Linked DNA regions of Mus musculus: all the other regions are linked to region 2. The links are chromatin contacts, called in public HiChIP or PLAC-seq and promoter capture Hi-C maps. All regions are on one chromosome and are shown on one strand. Each heading gives the region's core, a stretch centred on a gene start, on an enhancer-like site or on the middle of the called end of the contact. The rest is flanking DNA. Distances are from core to core; before and after follow the strand shown.

Region 1 (2,744 bases), core at 24-2,523, 1.2 Mb before region 2:
GTCAGTCTGATATCTAAGTGTTGTGTTTGTGTGTATTGTCTGTCTGTCTGTCTGTCTGTCTGTCTGTCTCTGTGTCTTTAAGCTAAAGACTCCTTTCCCTTTTAAAACATATCAGCCTTTGAAAGTAGTCAATCCCTTCCATCTTATTCCCACAGAGCAAGCAGAGCTTATCCATCTAAGGGGACAGAAGACATCTTCATGTTTCCCAGCTGCTCTTGGGGCTAACAAGCCTGCCATCGATGGCATGCTTCAGGCTTGCTTTACTCCCCTTTACACCCATTTTCCTGACCTAGAAGGATATCTCTGGTATCTGCTCTCCTCGTGGTATTTATTATTTCTTGACCGGCTGCCTTCCAGAACACAGCATGTTCCACCTGAGTCCTCTATCATCGGCTCACTTTTGTGTGTTTTCAACTCTGTAACAGACACCAGAGTCTTTCCTTGGTTCTCTGCCCCACTGGTTTTGTGTTATGCAATTACTCCTTAGTTTTTAAAAGCAGCTAAGTCTAAATAAACACACCAGCACAGCATGATGATCAACCAAGAGACACCCTCTGGGCTGTGTGATGAGTTGTGCTAGGGGGTGAGTATAAATGTGCAATGGAGAAAGGAGAACGGAGCTGCAGAGCATTGCTCATCGGTACAGACCTTCACACGTCCCACACAGCCCTCTGTCCTTCAGAGCCAAGGCATTGCACTTGAATGTTTCTCTTCTCCTTTCCACTCTTTTGTTTAACTCTCCCCACGGGATTGCAGGCAGCACACAGTTAGGTCACAAAGGACTGTCAGAAAAACATCATCTCAGCTGGGTGTAACTGTTTCCATGGTTCCTGAGAGGTTAGGGTGGGGGAAGGAAGTTGGAATTTGGGTACGAACGCAAGTCTTCTATTCTCTTTTCTTTTCAATGCATAAATACACGTACAGTATTCCCCTCTGGGCAGAGGAACTGGACCCCGCTTAGCTGTTCATTTAGATTCTGCATGCGTAAGGGATATTGTTTTTGCTTCGTTATAAGAGGCTCTAGTTCTTCCAATTGACCATTTTCCCCCTTACTCGTTGCCAAAGTAGCCTGTTTACAATCTACTCTCCCAGATTACAGTCCTTACCAGAGGCAAGTGGGGAGAAATTCAGACACTGAAAAGCTTTGAGAGGCCCCACAGAGTTGAAATGCTTTTCTCAAAGGGGAAAAAAAACCAATCTGTAAATGTGTATGTATTTGTCCAAGTCCCTCCACTCACCCACCCAAAGACAGCTGGACAGCCTGTCAATGACTCCCATTGAGGAACAACAAAGACCCATGTCAGGAGTCAAGGGAGAGGAGGCTGAGAACTAACAATAAGTTTGCACTTACACAGCAGTTTTTATCCCAAGACCCCAGAGTGCTTTACAAACATTAATTAAATTGCCCAACAGCCCTGTGAGATGGCTGTGTGTCACTGTTTCCAGTTGGCAGGGGGTGGCGGTACCAGAAGTGTCAGCACAGAGCGAAGTTGGAAACGGGCCATGTTACACTCCTATGGATTGTGGACTCAGAAGTGGGAACATTTCCCTGTGAGCCCAAGGCTGTGGTCAGGTGTACAGTCCTGACAGGGATAAGGAAGTGGTCTGGTGACTTCCAGCAGGAGCCAGGTTATGTGTAAGTTCATGGGCCAACTTCACCAGGACTCGAAGGATGGTGGTATGGTCTCCGAAAGAGGCTTCATCACCACATACCAAGGTAATAGTCATCACAAAACGCTCTTCTGCATGATGGCAAATAGTGACTCTCATGTGGCATTTCCTAGGAAGCTGTGACTAGTTATCTAGACAGGCACCCGCCACAGACGAAAGTCGAGATCCCATACAAGTCTAGCTTTTCCATGCAATGAGATGGTTTTGGTTCCTGATAGTAGCATGGCTGAATCCCAGGCAACTCCATTGCAGAGAAGCCCACTGCATTGTGGGCGCCGACTCACTATTTGCAGTTAGACCTTTCTCCCAGCCACTGTTTCTTGATGCTATAATTTTGAGGAGGGGCTTGTAAATTTTGTGATTTTTTTTTTAATGAGCTTCCAGAGTCTTGTCAATTTGCTCCCTAAGTCTCATGAGCCCTGCCTTGACTCCAAATCCAAGAAGCGAATGTTCAAATTCAGTGGAAACAGATGGACAAGAGTTGGCTTTGATTGCTGCATATGAGTCCAGAACTGCTAGGTGGGACATAGTATTCCGTCTTGTATGTTGGTGCGTCAAACTATGTTCTCCAAAGAGGCCTATTGGGATAGTCTTACCCTCTGGCACCTATTCATACAACCTACTCTGGAAGTAAGGTCTTTGAAGATGTAGCTACCCTGAGATGCTGTGACTTAGGTTGATGTCCATATATAAAAAGAGAGAAGTTTGGACACAGGCACAGATAGTCACACAGTCTAAAGAAGTTCTCGTGACATCAGAGGTAACACCGATGCGATGCATCCACAAAGCCAGTGAGTGCCAAGGCTTGCTGGCAACAGCAGAAGCAGGGAGAGACGGCGCCTAGAGGTCCTTCCCAAGTGCATTCAGAGGGAGTGTGGCTCTGCAACACCTTGTGTCAGACTTCCGGCTCCCAGATCTCAGGATCTTTTTGCTGTTGCTGTTGTTATTTTAAGCTGCCCGTGTGTGACCTTTTGTTATGGAAGCTCCAAAAAGGGAGTAAAAGAGGAGCCGTTCAAATCTGGGGTGATTAAAACATCATGCATTTGAAAATGTATCCCACTATCCAATAACCG
Region 2 (2,700 bases), core at 29-2,528:
GGACACCTTCAAGTATCTGACAGCTTGTTACTATTCAACAGGCAAATGGTATAAAGCAGTTTTTTTGTTCCACGAGATGGGAGATCGGCTGTCATTTTTCCCATTAATTATTAAAGTATAGCATTATGACAAAGGTGCCCTCACATCAGGAACATTCGCCAAACATATGACAGACCAGCAGGGGGGGATGGTGGTGGATGCCTGAAATCACGTTGCATTGGGGCAGCTGAATCAGGGAGTATTCCCACCAGTTCAAGTCTGATCTAGGGTAAAGTATCTGTGAGGCGCTGTCTCAAAACAAAAGCCTGAACAAACCAGAGGGATGGCAGATTCTTTACAACGTGACTTTTTGTAAAGCAATAAAAGGAATTATAAACGAAAAGCCATACAAACAGTGCTTCCTGCCTATTTAACACAGCCACTAATAGTCCCATTAAACTGCGAGCGAGATAAGCACCATCACTATCTTACAGTACAGTAAGCAGAGACAAGAGACCCGGTAACTCGCAGTCAGGTTAAGAGGTAAAATCCTACAATAGTGCTTTAGGCAGCCTGGTACCCACTCAAGTTCCCCGACTTTGTAGCACATCGGAATCCCGTGACATTCCAGCTTAACCCAAGCTCAGAGAGGGCGAGAGCCAGGAGATTGCGAAAGGTTCCCGGGGGCGTCCAAAGTTTAGGCAACTCCGGGTGTGAACAGCTCCGCTCCAGTTCTGTCCCTCTGGGCCCAGCTCCTCCGTCACGGTGTTAAACCAGGGTAAAGGCAGAGAAGGCCGGAGAAGGGGTGGTCAAGGATCGGGCCGAATGGCCCGGTGTCCCCGCTGAAAGAGGAGGGGAAGGCGGGGGCCCGTGAGTCCTGCCCCGGGGTAGGCCGGCGGGCTTCCAGAGCAGAGGACACAGCCTCTCACGTGACCATCCTGCCCCGTCAAGCAGAGCTGCCCCGCGACAGGGCAGGAGGGCATCCCTCCCGCTGCGACCAAAGTGACTCGGTGCCGCCGCCGGGACACCGGGAAGTTCGTTGTCTCCGCGCGCCGACCGGACGGCAGCCCCGCGCCCACGCGCGTGGGGGAGCCCTTTCGGCCGCCCACCGCGTACTCACCCGGAGGTGAAATCCTGCTGTACGCTCAGCAGCCGCTCGCGCAGGGTCTCCAGCATCGCGTCCCCTCCCTCAGGCCTCGCGCCACCGCGCCCTCGGACGCCGTCGGGCGTCCCCTCGCCCCGCGCGTCGGCTCTCGCTTCACCGCGCCGCCGCCGCCGCAGCCTCCCCGGCCGCCGCGCCTTCCGCGTCCCCGCCCCCCTCCGCGCGCCCGGCCGGCGCAGCCGCAGTGCGGCGCTCAGGGGAGGCTCGCGCGGCGCCGAGGGGCGGGGCCTTCGCGAGCGCGCTCGCCCGCTCTGCAGACAGGGCGGGAAGCCGGCCTTCTCCAAGGTTATGACTGCTTCTTGGAAGGATGATTTCAGGCCCCTGCATCCTTTAGTTGAAGGGTTGGTTGGCTTTCGAAGGTCGGAAGAGCGCTGCGGGAATCTCCTGGGTGGCTGCGCCTCCCTATAACAACACTGCTTTGGTACTCCGTATTGGGGTTTGTCGGTGATGATCACCTGTCTCCAAACCCTTACTTTGCCCACTCTAGATCTTTGACTGACCCCGTCAAATTTCTGTGCCCTTCATCTCTCCATGTTGCCAAAGCCATGTTTCCCCTCCTCTGCCCCCTTGTGGGGGTGGAACTCGGTTTCTTGCATACCAAGGCTCTCCCACTGAGCCAACCCTCTTTATTCTGTGCGTCAATCTTTTCTCAACCTTTCAGTTATCCTCAGAGCAGTTGCTCACCTTTTTTCTTCCTTTCATCCCTTCTGTCCCAAAACTACGTGCACAGACTCCTCCTCCTCTCTATGCACTTTCCCTGGGCTAGTCTAGCCGTCATCTATTGTAGGGTACTCCTCTGTTTTTGCTTGCCCCCTTCCTTTCCTCTCAGTTGTTTCACCGCGTTGTCCCCGGGACATCTCAAGCATCCTTTGTGGCATACTAGACAAGCACTCTGGCAGTGGGTGACATCCCCAGCCCTTCCACGTGGAAAAGGGGATTAAAACACTCCGAGCCTTTTCTACTCAGGAAAGACGACTACTGAGCTAGGAAGTTGGATATTTAGTCATGCTTTTTTTTTTCCTTGAGTGCAGACTTCCAAAATGAGGATTCATTTTGCTTTAAGACTGGCTACCAGGGTGACACCCTCTTTTTTAAATGACAAGATGGTCAAGGTTATAAGAGGTTCAGTATCAGGAGCTCAGCTTCTCTATCAATATTAGTCATGTGTTTCATTAGCTGTATCAAAATAGAATCGAGGAGTTAGCTTCCTGCTAGGGTTTGCACGTAAATTGTTTCTACAGATTTATATGCTTGAACTCTCTTGTGTGAGAAATATGGACCCTCACTTCATAATAAGAGCCCCGTAGACTTGGAGTAGTGTAAGTGTGGCAATTCATTTTTGCCACTTGGCAAAGCCAGGCACCAGCCCAGAATGGCAGGCCCGCTGAGCATCGAGAACAGCTTTTGCAACCCCAAAGCAGGGCCCTTTTCCCCTTTAGTCTTTGTTTGAATAACCAGGAGGATCCAGTCTTGTGCATCATCTGGGTTCCATCTTTCTCCCCTAAGTTTTTCATCTCCTTTGCTGCTTATATTTGTCTATTTTCAACAAAGACTGTGAC
Region 3 (2,796 bases), core at 260-2,759, 1.5 Mb before region 2:
AGGTTGTTTATATCCTCACTAGGAGCCAAAGACCCTTCCTTTAGAGCCAATCAAAATGAGCCTGCTTAGAATGTAAAATCCTCTGCTTTAGATTTAGGGCCTAAAACACCGACTGTGTTCAAACTGATACCACTGCATTTTTTTCTTTGCCCCTTCCACACAGCTAAACTTGACGTATGCCATTAATCTGAGCTACATTTCAAAAACCCCTTACTGGCATTTATAATCTTCTATACAACCAGTTTGCTTAAAGCTTTGTTTTAACCTAGGAAAAAGTGGGGATGGGAGAAAGCAGCAGCCTAAGGTGGTTAACTTTGTTAACTGCAGGTGCAAAATATAAGCCAGTTTTGGTTTTTTTTTTTTTGTTTTTTGTTTTTGAAAATGCTAATCGGTATGTTTTAAAACCCTTGTTTTCAACAAAACTTCATGTAACACCAACCCGGAAACACGGGGCATTTCCAATCCGGAGGGGGGGGGGGTCTGCTCCCCGAAGAAAACAGGGAATCCTGAGGTTCCTCTCCCAGTTGCTTTCAGTAAGGTGCAATGATGGCCAACTTGGGCCCCTTGTCCTTTTGTCCCCCTAGACAATCTCTGGCCTAATTTGGGACAAATCCTCCACTGATCACGCCTCCCTCCCCCTCCTGTGGATCTCTGTTCTCCCTTAATTAGAAACTGTACCTCGGAATCGTGCCTCTCACCCCTGCTGCGTAAGAGGAGATGGCCTGACCCTCCACCTGGAGAACAATGTAACCCAACTCCGGCCCATAGATTTATCTCCAGGAAATCAGAAGGTGCGATGTGTCTGGTCATCCCGGATTCCCTCAAAGCGTCCAGCTCCGGGCCTAGGGATCCCAGCTCCTTCCCACCTGGGACCCCACTCTCACCTTCCCTCGCCCAGAGCCTCGCCCCGCACCGTCCGATCTCTCCGCCGGACCCCGCGCCCCGTACCTTTGTAGTGCACCCGCAGGTTGTTCTGCGAGAGGCCGATGTAGCTGAACTTGTCCTTCGGGCTCCAGGACCGGGGCAGCGGCGTCTCCTGCTCATCCACAGCCGGGTAGAGGCGCTTCAGCCGCCTCTGCAGCTCCTTCTCCTGCTCGTTGAGGGCCGAGTCGCCGTGCGGGAAAGGGGCAGCGGCGCTGCTGCCCGCCGCCAGGCCCGGGACCGGGACGCCTGCGGCCGGGCCGGGGCCCACCGCCAGGCCGGGCGGCGCGGTGGCGGGGGCGGCCGCCGAGGCGGGGGGCGGCGGCGCGGCGGTGGCCGGGGGAGGCGGCGGCGGCGGCGGCGGGTGGAGCAGCAGGGCGGCCGCTGCGGCCCCCAAGCCTCCACCGGGCGAGCCGGCCGGGGAGGAGCCGGCGCTGGCGGCCGCGGCCGCGGGCAGGGCGACTCCGGAGCCCGGGGCCCCGGCGGCGGGCGGCGGCGGCGGCGGCTGCTGTTGCGGCGGCGGTGGCGGCGGCTGCCCGGACATCCCGGCCGCGACTCAGCCTGCGGCACCTCCACTCGTCCCTGCTTCCTCCTGCGCTTCCCGGGGGCGCTGTCGCTGCGGCCGCCGGCACCAGGCGCCCAGAGTCCGCCCGCCCCGGAAGCAGGCGGCGGGCCGCGCGGCCCGGCGGAGCGCGGCGGTTGAGGAGACCGACCGCGGGCGGGCGCGAGGGAGCGTTGGCCAGGCGCTGGCGGGCACGCGACCGGGAGCGATGCGGTGGGACAGCGAGGGGAGCGGGCGGAAGGGCGCGCGGCCCTGGGCGACGCGGTGAAGCGGGGAAGAGAGACTGCGAGGAGGTGCGAGCGGCCGCGGCGGCCGCTGCTCTCGCGGCTGTTTCCCGGCGGGCGAGCGAGCGGGCGGGCGGCGCGAGACGCTGCGCGCGGGCGGCGCCAGGCGAGGAGGCGGGCCGCGGCGCGAGGGGCGGGCCTGGTGCGCGCGCGGACGGCCTTCTCCGCGGCCTGGGGCTCGCCGGCGCGGGCGAGGACGCGGGCGCGGGTTCGGCCGCGGGCCTCCGGTGGCTGCGGGATCCTAGCTGCGCCGACCGGCGGCCTCGTCGCGTCTCGACGGGCCGTCCCCCTCAGCCGCCGGGAGGCCGCAGCGCGCCCAGGCGAGAGCAATCGAGCCCTGCTGCGCCGCCGGGAGCTGAGCCCGGGGTTTCTAACGCCTTACCGCCTAGCTAGCGGGTCAATAAAGGGCCCTTGGAAACCATTTCTGAAGGCGAAGTCTCCCGCTTCATGAGTGACCCTCTCGTTAATTAATTAATTTATGAGGAGTCCGAGTGAACTTAATGGGGGAGAAACAGCCACGTTAGGAATACCAATCAAGACGGGCAGATCGTCAAAGGGCAGGAATGCGAACTGTGTGAGCGTTTAGGAAGGGCTTCTGGAGACAGACGTCAAAACATTTTATAAGCTCATTAATTCTCATCATAGGCCTCTTTGTTAGGTAGCAGAGAATTATGCCCATTTTTTTTTAAACATGGAAATATTTACTGAGGTCAGCAGAGTTTTAAAAAAGGAGACTTCCTACTTTGCAATTCTCAGTAGAGTGCTTGGTCAACCCGTGTGGCACAATTTGCCAAGTGTTGCTCTCTGACCCCCACATAGCATTACTAGTCTGTTTTCGGCACTTCCCTTTGTTTAACCTACCCTTTCCTTAGCCCGGCAAAAATCAGGCTTCACTCCCATAATCTACATGGTACAGATTCCGATGCTGTGTTAGCTTCCGGAGATGATATGCTGGCTCTGATTGGACCGTATAAGCATGGAATGGTTGGTTAATAGAGAACTAGTTATTTTGTTTTTGAAGCGAATGGG
Region 4 (2,700 bases), core at 149-2,648, 1.6 Mb before region 2:
GACTGCTAGGGCTACACAGAGAAACCCTGTCTCGAAAAACAAAACAAAACAAAACAACAAAAAAAAGTGGTTGTGTGCTGCTTGACATAGGTACTAGAAACTGAACTAAGGTTCTCTGGAAGAGCAAGCAGTAAGTTGAAGTTCTCTTAACTGCCGAGCCGTCTCTCCTGCCCTCTGTGACACTTTAATGCGGCATCTACACGTATGGACCATCACATGCTTTTGGTAGGTTGTCACCGGGCTTCAGTTTAACCTCTCTCAATGCTAGTTACTGTAGGGGTCTGCTGATGCAAACATTTGTTTTCTTGCAATAGGTTTCACTTTAGTTCAGGCTGGCCCAGACTTTAAGATGTTCTTGCTTCGGCTTCCCGAGTGCTGGGATTTCAGGCGTGCACTACTCTGCCGGACTCAGAGAATGTTTTTCATTTGTATTTTCTATCTGACCGAGCCCAGACGTTTCAGAGCCACCCTCCCCATCCTTCTCTGCCTACGATGTCTCTAGCAGTTCTTGTTTTGTTTTGTTTCTGAGACAGGGTTTCTCTGTGTAGCCTTGGCTTTCCTGGAACTCACTCCATAGACCAGGCTGGCCTAGACTCACAAGAGTTCCTCCTGCCTCTGCCCCGCACCACTAGGATGAAAGGCATGCACCACCACCTACAGGCCTTGTTTTGATCTTTTTATCCACACTTATTTGTTCTTTTTAAATTGGAAACTGCTTCTAAACAAGAGGGGGGGGGGGATAAGGTTTAGAAGTAGGAAGTATATATGTTAACTAACCATTTGTCGAACATATAGTGTGACATTAGAAATCAATGACTTTAGAATGGTAGAAGCAACAGCCAGGTGACTTGAGTATTTAGAGAATAGTGTAACTAAACATGCCATGGTCTCTGGGTGGGACGTTGAAAGTCAACCGTTCTGCGTAGGGGAACACATATCAGAGAGGACAGCTCATCCAAGTGCACGGATAGATTAGGGAATGAAGAATCATTTCCTACTGTATAGCTGGTAAAAGACATCACGTGGGCCATGTATTCCCAAAAAATATATGGGCAGAGGATTGCAAGGGTTGGAGGGGGTGGGGGTGGTGATGGGGGTGGGTCGTACACAATACATACAGGGATGCATCTCACAAGCAACGATGGTCATTTATTTCGTTATTTATTATACCCTTGCCTCTGTTCCATAGATCTAAGCAACCTGGGGGAGAAAAAAAAAAAAAAAAAAAAAAAAAGGCGGCGACACCTAGCAGCACGAAACCACGCCCTCTTACCCCCCCCCCCCGTCTCAGCCATGAAAAGCCCCGCCCTCCCGCGCACGCGCCTCAGCACGTTTCGCGGCCTCCGAACCAGCAGAGGGCGTAGAGAGCGCGCACCGCGCACGGCTGCTTCCGGGTCAAGGGTCAGACAGCCGCCTTTCCGTTTGCCATGGTGCAGCTCCGGCCCCGCTTGTCGCGTATTCCCGCGCCGGCTGAGGCGATGGTGGACGAGGACCAGGCGGCCTCGGAGGAGGAGGAGGCGGAGCACGGCCTGCTGCTCGCGCAGCCTAGCAGTGGCGCGGCCGCCGAGCCCCTGGACGAGGAGGAGGACGCGGACGACGAAGCCCCGGAGGAGCTGACTTTCGCCAGCGCCCAGGCGGAAGCCCGGGAGGAGGAGCTGCGCGTGCGCGCGAGTGCTCGCAGGTGCAGCGCCCGGGAATGTTGGCGCCTCGGGACTCCCCAGGCTCGGCCGGCGCTGACCCGACTCCTTTCCTTCCAGGGATAAAACGCTGTTGAAGGAGAAGAGGAAACGGCGCGAGGAGCTGTTCATCGAACAGAAGGTTGGACGCGGGACTTGTCGCTTATGTAAACTCGGCCGGGGCTAGAGTTCCCTTGCTAAAAGCTCCTTAAAGGATAGGGTACTGGAGAGGTGCAAGGGCCATTGGCGTTTCTTGGAGTCTGCCGTAATTCAAAGTAGGCGTGGAAGCACTGACACTCATCTATCCCTGACAGTAGGTCTTACAGGCTTCCAGAGGTGGTGAGGTTTGCTTGAGTTTTTAAAATTCTAGGCTGGAGCTAATGATTTCTTTTTTCGCACCCCAGAGATCTGATTTCGAGTGGCCATACCTAAATACCTTTCAGTTAGTAGCCGGGATACTTGAACGTTGAGCTACTTTGGGTAAAATGACAGGGAATGTATTGGGCTTTCTTTTCTTTTCTTTTTTTTTTTTTTTTTTTTTTTTTTCTTCCGAGACAGGGTTTCTCTGTATAGCCCTGGCTGTCCTGGAACTCACTTTGTAGACCAGGCTGGCCTCGAACTCAGAAATCCGCCTGCCTCTGCCTCCTGAGTGCTGGGATTAAAGGCGTGCGCCACCATGTCCGGCCTGTATTGGGCTTTCTAAATCCAGTCTTAATGTTGTCGGTTTAGAGGCAGCAGGGACGTATTCACAGATTGGCCCGAATTCAGGACTGTTCGAAATGAGTAACGTTAGAAGTTATCTCCAGGCATACCTGTACCTCACTTTAACTTGTCATCAAATGTCTTTATCCCCAAAGAAAAGAAAGCTGCTTCCAGATGCTGTATTAGAGCAGCTAACTACAGCTTCAGAGGCCGAGTAAGTATTGCAGTTTCTACGTGCATAAAGTCTGTAGACCCTAAGAAATTCTCCCCAAACTTAAAAGCTACACAGTGCTTTTGGAGTTCCTCAACTTTGTCTAGCAAG
Region 5 (2,744 bases), core at 181-2,680, 1.7 Mb before region 2:
CAGCCAGCTGTCAGTTCTCTAATCTCACAGTAAACTCACTTACTGTGGAGGGAAACAAAACGATCCAAACTGGGTGCCACAGCTGCTCACAAACAGGTACACCCAGGAAAAACCCTGCCACCACGTGTGCGGCCCTTTATTCAAGGGTTCCTGGCCACGCGCTCTCCTTTTCCAGACGCACGCGCACCCACACACCAGAGCACTAACTAACGTATACAGCTGGGTACCGAGTTTCCCTCCTGGAACAGCAACCGGTCTTCTGTATCTGACCCATTCGGTTCCTATACCTAGAATCCAAGCCTATTCTAGCCTCCGCACCACACACGTGGGGATGCGCTTCCAGCTGGTATCAGGAGCGAAGCGTGGAGGTGGGGGAGGCCACCGACTGGAAAGGGGAAAGCTGGGACTAACAAGCTTGGGTTTGGGATTCCTGGGATATGTCCAATTGGAGAGAAGCGAAGAGCCGAGCTAAAGAAGAGAGGGCTGGGGGAGGGGTCGCTCACCCAGGGTTTTGACAGCGATCTGCCTAGTGAGCGGCGGCGGCAGGTTGATGCACACCAAGTCCACATCCTGGTGCAGGAGCACCTCGTCGATGCGGCTGGTGTAGAAAGGAACGCTCATCTCCTTGGCCAGCTCCTCGGCTTCTTCCTGCGTGCGGCCCCACAGCGCCTTCACCGCGAAGCCCTCATCTTTCAGCAGCGGGATGATGACTCGGGCTGTGAGGCTGGTGCCGAACACGCCCACCCCGGGAAGCATGGCTGCTCAGGTCCGCCCGGTTCTGCTGCTGCCGGGATCTCCAGTCGAACACCGGCGCACACGCCTCTCCGGCCGGTCCCGCAGTCCCCGGCTCCTCGACCGACCTCGCTGCGCTGCGCTAGCCGCCGAGCCCCGGGCAAGGCGCCCGAGTGCGGTGGCGTGACAGCGCACCGAACCACAGACCCTGCAGGCTCCGGGAGCCTCAGCGCGGTGACTGCTGCAGTGCCCGCCACTCGGGGCTCGTGTCCTTCCCGGAGACAGCGGCAGGGACTCCGCCAGGACGCACGAGGCCCCGAAGCCCCGTGGAGCCCGGGCTCAGGCAGCGCTCCCGCCGCAGCGCCGGCCGGCTCCGTGCGCCCCGCGGAGGCCGCCCCATGGCCGGCTCATCCCGGCAGAATCTCTCTCCCGGATGGCGCTCCCGCTTCACCACCCTCTGTGGGCTGCGGATCTTCTTTTTCCCCAAGTCCTTGGTAACGAATGGAACCCAGAGGCCACCCGGAGGCCGACTAAGGATGAGGCTCGTAGTGTACCAGGCGCCGATCCCGAGCAGCAGCACCGCAGCGGCGGACACCACCCGGCGCCAGGCTCCTCATTCTGCTGCCATATTCGCTCGCTCGCAGCGCGCCTTGGGCGGCCTCGGCCCCGCTCGGGCTCGGGCTCCGGCTCCGGGATCCCGCGGGTACGAGGGCGGAGTTGGCGACTTTGACTGTCAGCGGCCGGGGTTCCTGCACCGCCCTTGCGGTAGCGCCGTGCTCCATTGGCCGCCAAGCGTCGCCCCCGCCCTTGTCTCCGCCGCCCAAGGCACTCGTTGCGCTCAGCGCCCGGCCCCTGGAACCCGCTTTGACTCCTCCCCGGCCCCGCCTGTCTCGCCTGCTGCCCCCGGGTGGCTTCCCTTTCTCTGCGCTCTCCGCCTCCGCGGCCGCCTCCTCCTCGTTGTGCTCCAAGCTCCGCCCAAGCAAGCAAATAAATCTATCAAAGCAGGGCGCGCCCTTAATAGGCTAGGACTGGGTTCCTTGGAAAAGATTGGCGGATGCTAAGACCCCGGGGAGGCCGGAGGACCCCACGAAGTGTGAGCAGCGTGGTTCACAGTCTCCTCTCCCGGATATTTTTCTGTGCTCGCCACTGCTCTAGGAAGCTGTCCAGGCACTTAACCCTGAGGTTATTGGAAACTCGTTTCATTGATGAGAAAGTGAGCTCTGAGGAGGTTAAGGGACTTGCTCAAGGTGACACACATGAACAACAGTGCCAGGATCGGAAGGCAGACACCAGCATCTCGGCGCTGAACCCCTAGAGTTCTGACTCGCAAGTGTGCCAGCTCCAATCCCAAACCAACTCCACTCCTGAGGAGGCTCCACTGGTCACCTACTCCATGCTTGTGCCCATGTGGCATGGGCGACCTCACCCAGACTCCGCAGTGGCTGTGGCACGTGTGTCTAGAGTCTGGTCTTCCTTGTTTACTTCTGGCTGCCTGCCACTCCTGGCCACTGCCCTCTGTCAGCTTCAGTTCCCTGGCACAGCGCTTCTCCTGGCCTTTAATACATCTGCAGTCAGAATGCTGGGGACCATCAGTCCGAGATGCGTGGAAAGCCCTAACTGCGGTGGTGACTGAGTGAGCGTCTGATGGCTCAAGATATCCTCGTCACTTATCACGGGGCCTAAGGAGATAGTAGGCACTTGTCTAAGTACACAAATGGATGGATATTCACCACCTGTCACATTGTGCCCTCTTCGTACTGGGAGGGAGGAGTCAATGCCAAAGGGCAAGTGGACCTGCTCTTCTAGCTCAGTGTTTCTGGAAAGGTGAGGTTACTACTGTCTATTATGTTCATCCCTGGCCTTTAGCACTCAGAGGAAGAGACACGTGTCCTGCTTCAACATAAGCGTGGAAAACATGATACATCCGAGTGTTTAAAGCAACTGTAACAACTGGCACAGAGACGGGGCTCTTGGAGAGAGCTGTACACACACACACACACACACACACACAC

The links. Promoter capture Hi-C pulls out the DNA fragments that hold promoters and counts their contacts. HiChIP or PLAC-seq counts read pairs in DNA pulled down with a chosen protein or histone mark. Capture Hi-C pulls out chosen DNA fragments and counts their contacts.
Region 1: an H3K4me3 HiChIP or PLAC-seq map of stem cell-derived neural progenitor cells shows a contact between it and region 2, with 9 times the contacts expected there. The contact joins the enhancer-like site here to the promoter of Dtnbp1 in region 2. A contact is called at or near these places in 6 of 39 promoter capture datasets (embryonic stem cells, liver and pre-B cells), 1 of 15 datasets of contacts at CTCF or cohesin (pro-B cells), 2 of 484 Hi-C or Micro-C datasets (bone marrow-derived macrophages and nephron progenitors), 5 of 115 datasets of contacts at active chromatin or transcription factors (embryonic forebrain, embryonic stem cells, forebrain and 1 more) and 2 of 9 other capture datasets (embryonic stem cells and liver).
Region 3: a contact with region 2 is called in a promoter capture Hi-C map of liver, with 4 times the contacts expected there. The contact joins the promoter of Ranbp9 here to the promoter of Dtnbp1 in region 2. A contact is called at or near these places in 1 of 39 promoter capture datasets (pre-B cells), 1 of 115 datasets of contacts at active chromatin or transcription factors (embryonic stem cells) and 1 of 9 other capture datasets (liver).
Region 4: a promoter capture Hi-C map of adipose tissue shows a contact between it and region 2, with 3 times the contacts expected there. The contact joins the promoter of Nol7 here to the promoter of Dtnbp1 in region 2. A contact is called at or near these places in 1 of 39 promoter capture datasets (pre-B cells), 3 of 115 datasets of contacts at active chromatin or transcription factors (astrocytes, large pre-B cells and pro-B cells) and 2 of 9 other capture datasets (adipose tissue and liver).
Region 5: a contact with region 2 is called in a promoter capture Hi-C map of liver, with 2.1 times the contacts expected there. The contact joins the promoter of Gfod1 here to the promoter of Dtnbp1 in region 2. A contact is called at or near these places in 2 of 39 promoter capture datasets (liver and pre-B cells) and 2 of 115 datasets of contacts at active chromatin or transcription factors (astrocytes and embryonic forebrain).

Annotation. Positions count from the first base shown.
Region 1 is chr13:43,806,093-43,808,836 of GRCm38.p6, forward strand. No RefSeq gene overlaps it. Among named protein-coding and RNA genes, the nearest start is that of Cd83, 22 kb to the left of the region's middle. Within about 2 kb of position 1,274, at least 28 of the 459 cell types and tissues checked have an H3K27ac peak or open chromatin away from gene starts, as enhancers often do. A contact at or near this core is called in stem cell-derived neural progenitor cells, where this site is marked.
Region 2 is chr13:45,000,818-45,003,517 of GRCm38.p6, forward strand. It overlaps Dtnbp1 (dystrobrevin binding protein 1), which reads right to left and starts at 1,279. Exons shown (of 10, transcript NM_025772.4): 1 at 1,100-1,279. The coding sequence starts at 1,155.
Region 3 is chr13:43,479,464-43,482,259 of GRCm38.p6, forward strand. Ranbp9 (RAN binding protein 9) reads right to left here and starts at 1,510. Exons shown (of 14, transcript NM_019930.2): 1 at 949-1,510. The coding sequence starts at 1,465.
Region 4 is chr13:43,396,978-43,399,677 of GRCm38.p6, forward strand. It overlaps Nol7 (nucleolar protein 7), which reads left to right and starts at 1,399. Exons shown (of 8, transcript NM_023554.2): 1 at 1,399-1,681; 2 at 1,758-1,818; 3 at 2,534-2,592. The coding sequence starts at 1,428.
Region 5 is chr13:43,302,742-43,305,485 of GRCm38.p6, forward strand. Gfod1 (glucose-fructose oxidoreductase domain containing 1) reads right to left here and starts at 1,431. Exons shown (of 2, transcript NM_001033399.4): 1 at 504-1,431. The coding sequence starts at 756. It overlaps Gm52047 (a long non-coding RNA gene), which reads left to right and starts at 2,743. Exons shown (of 3, transcript XR_003950636.1): 1 at 2,743-2,744.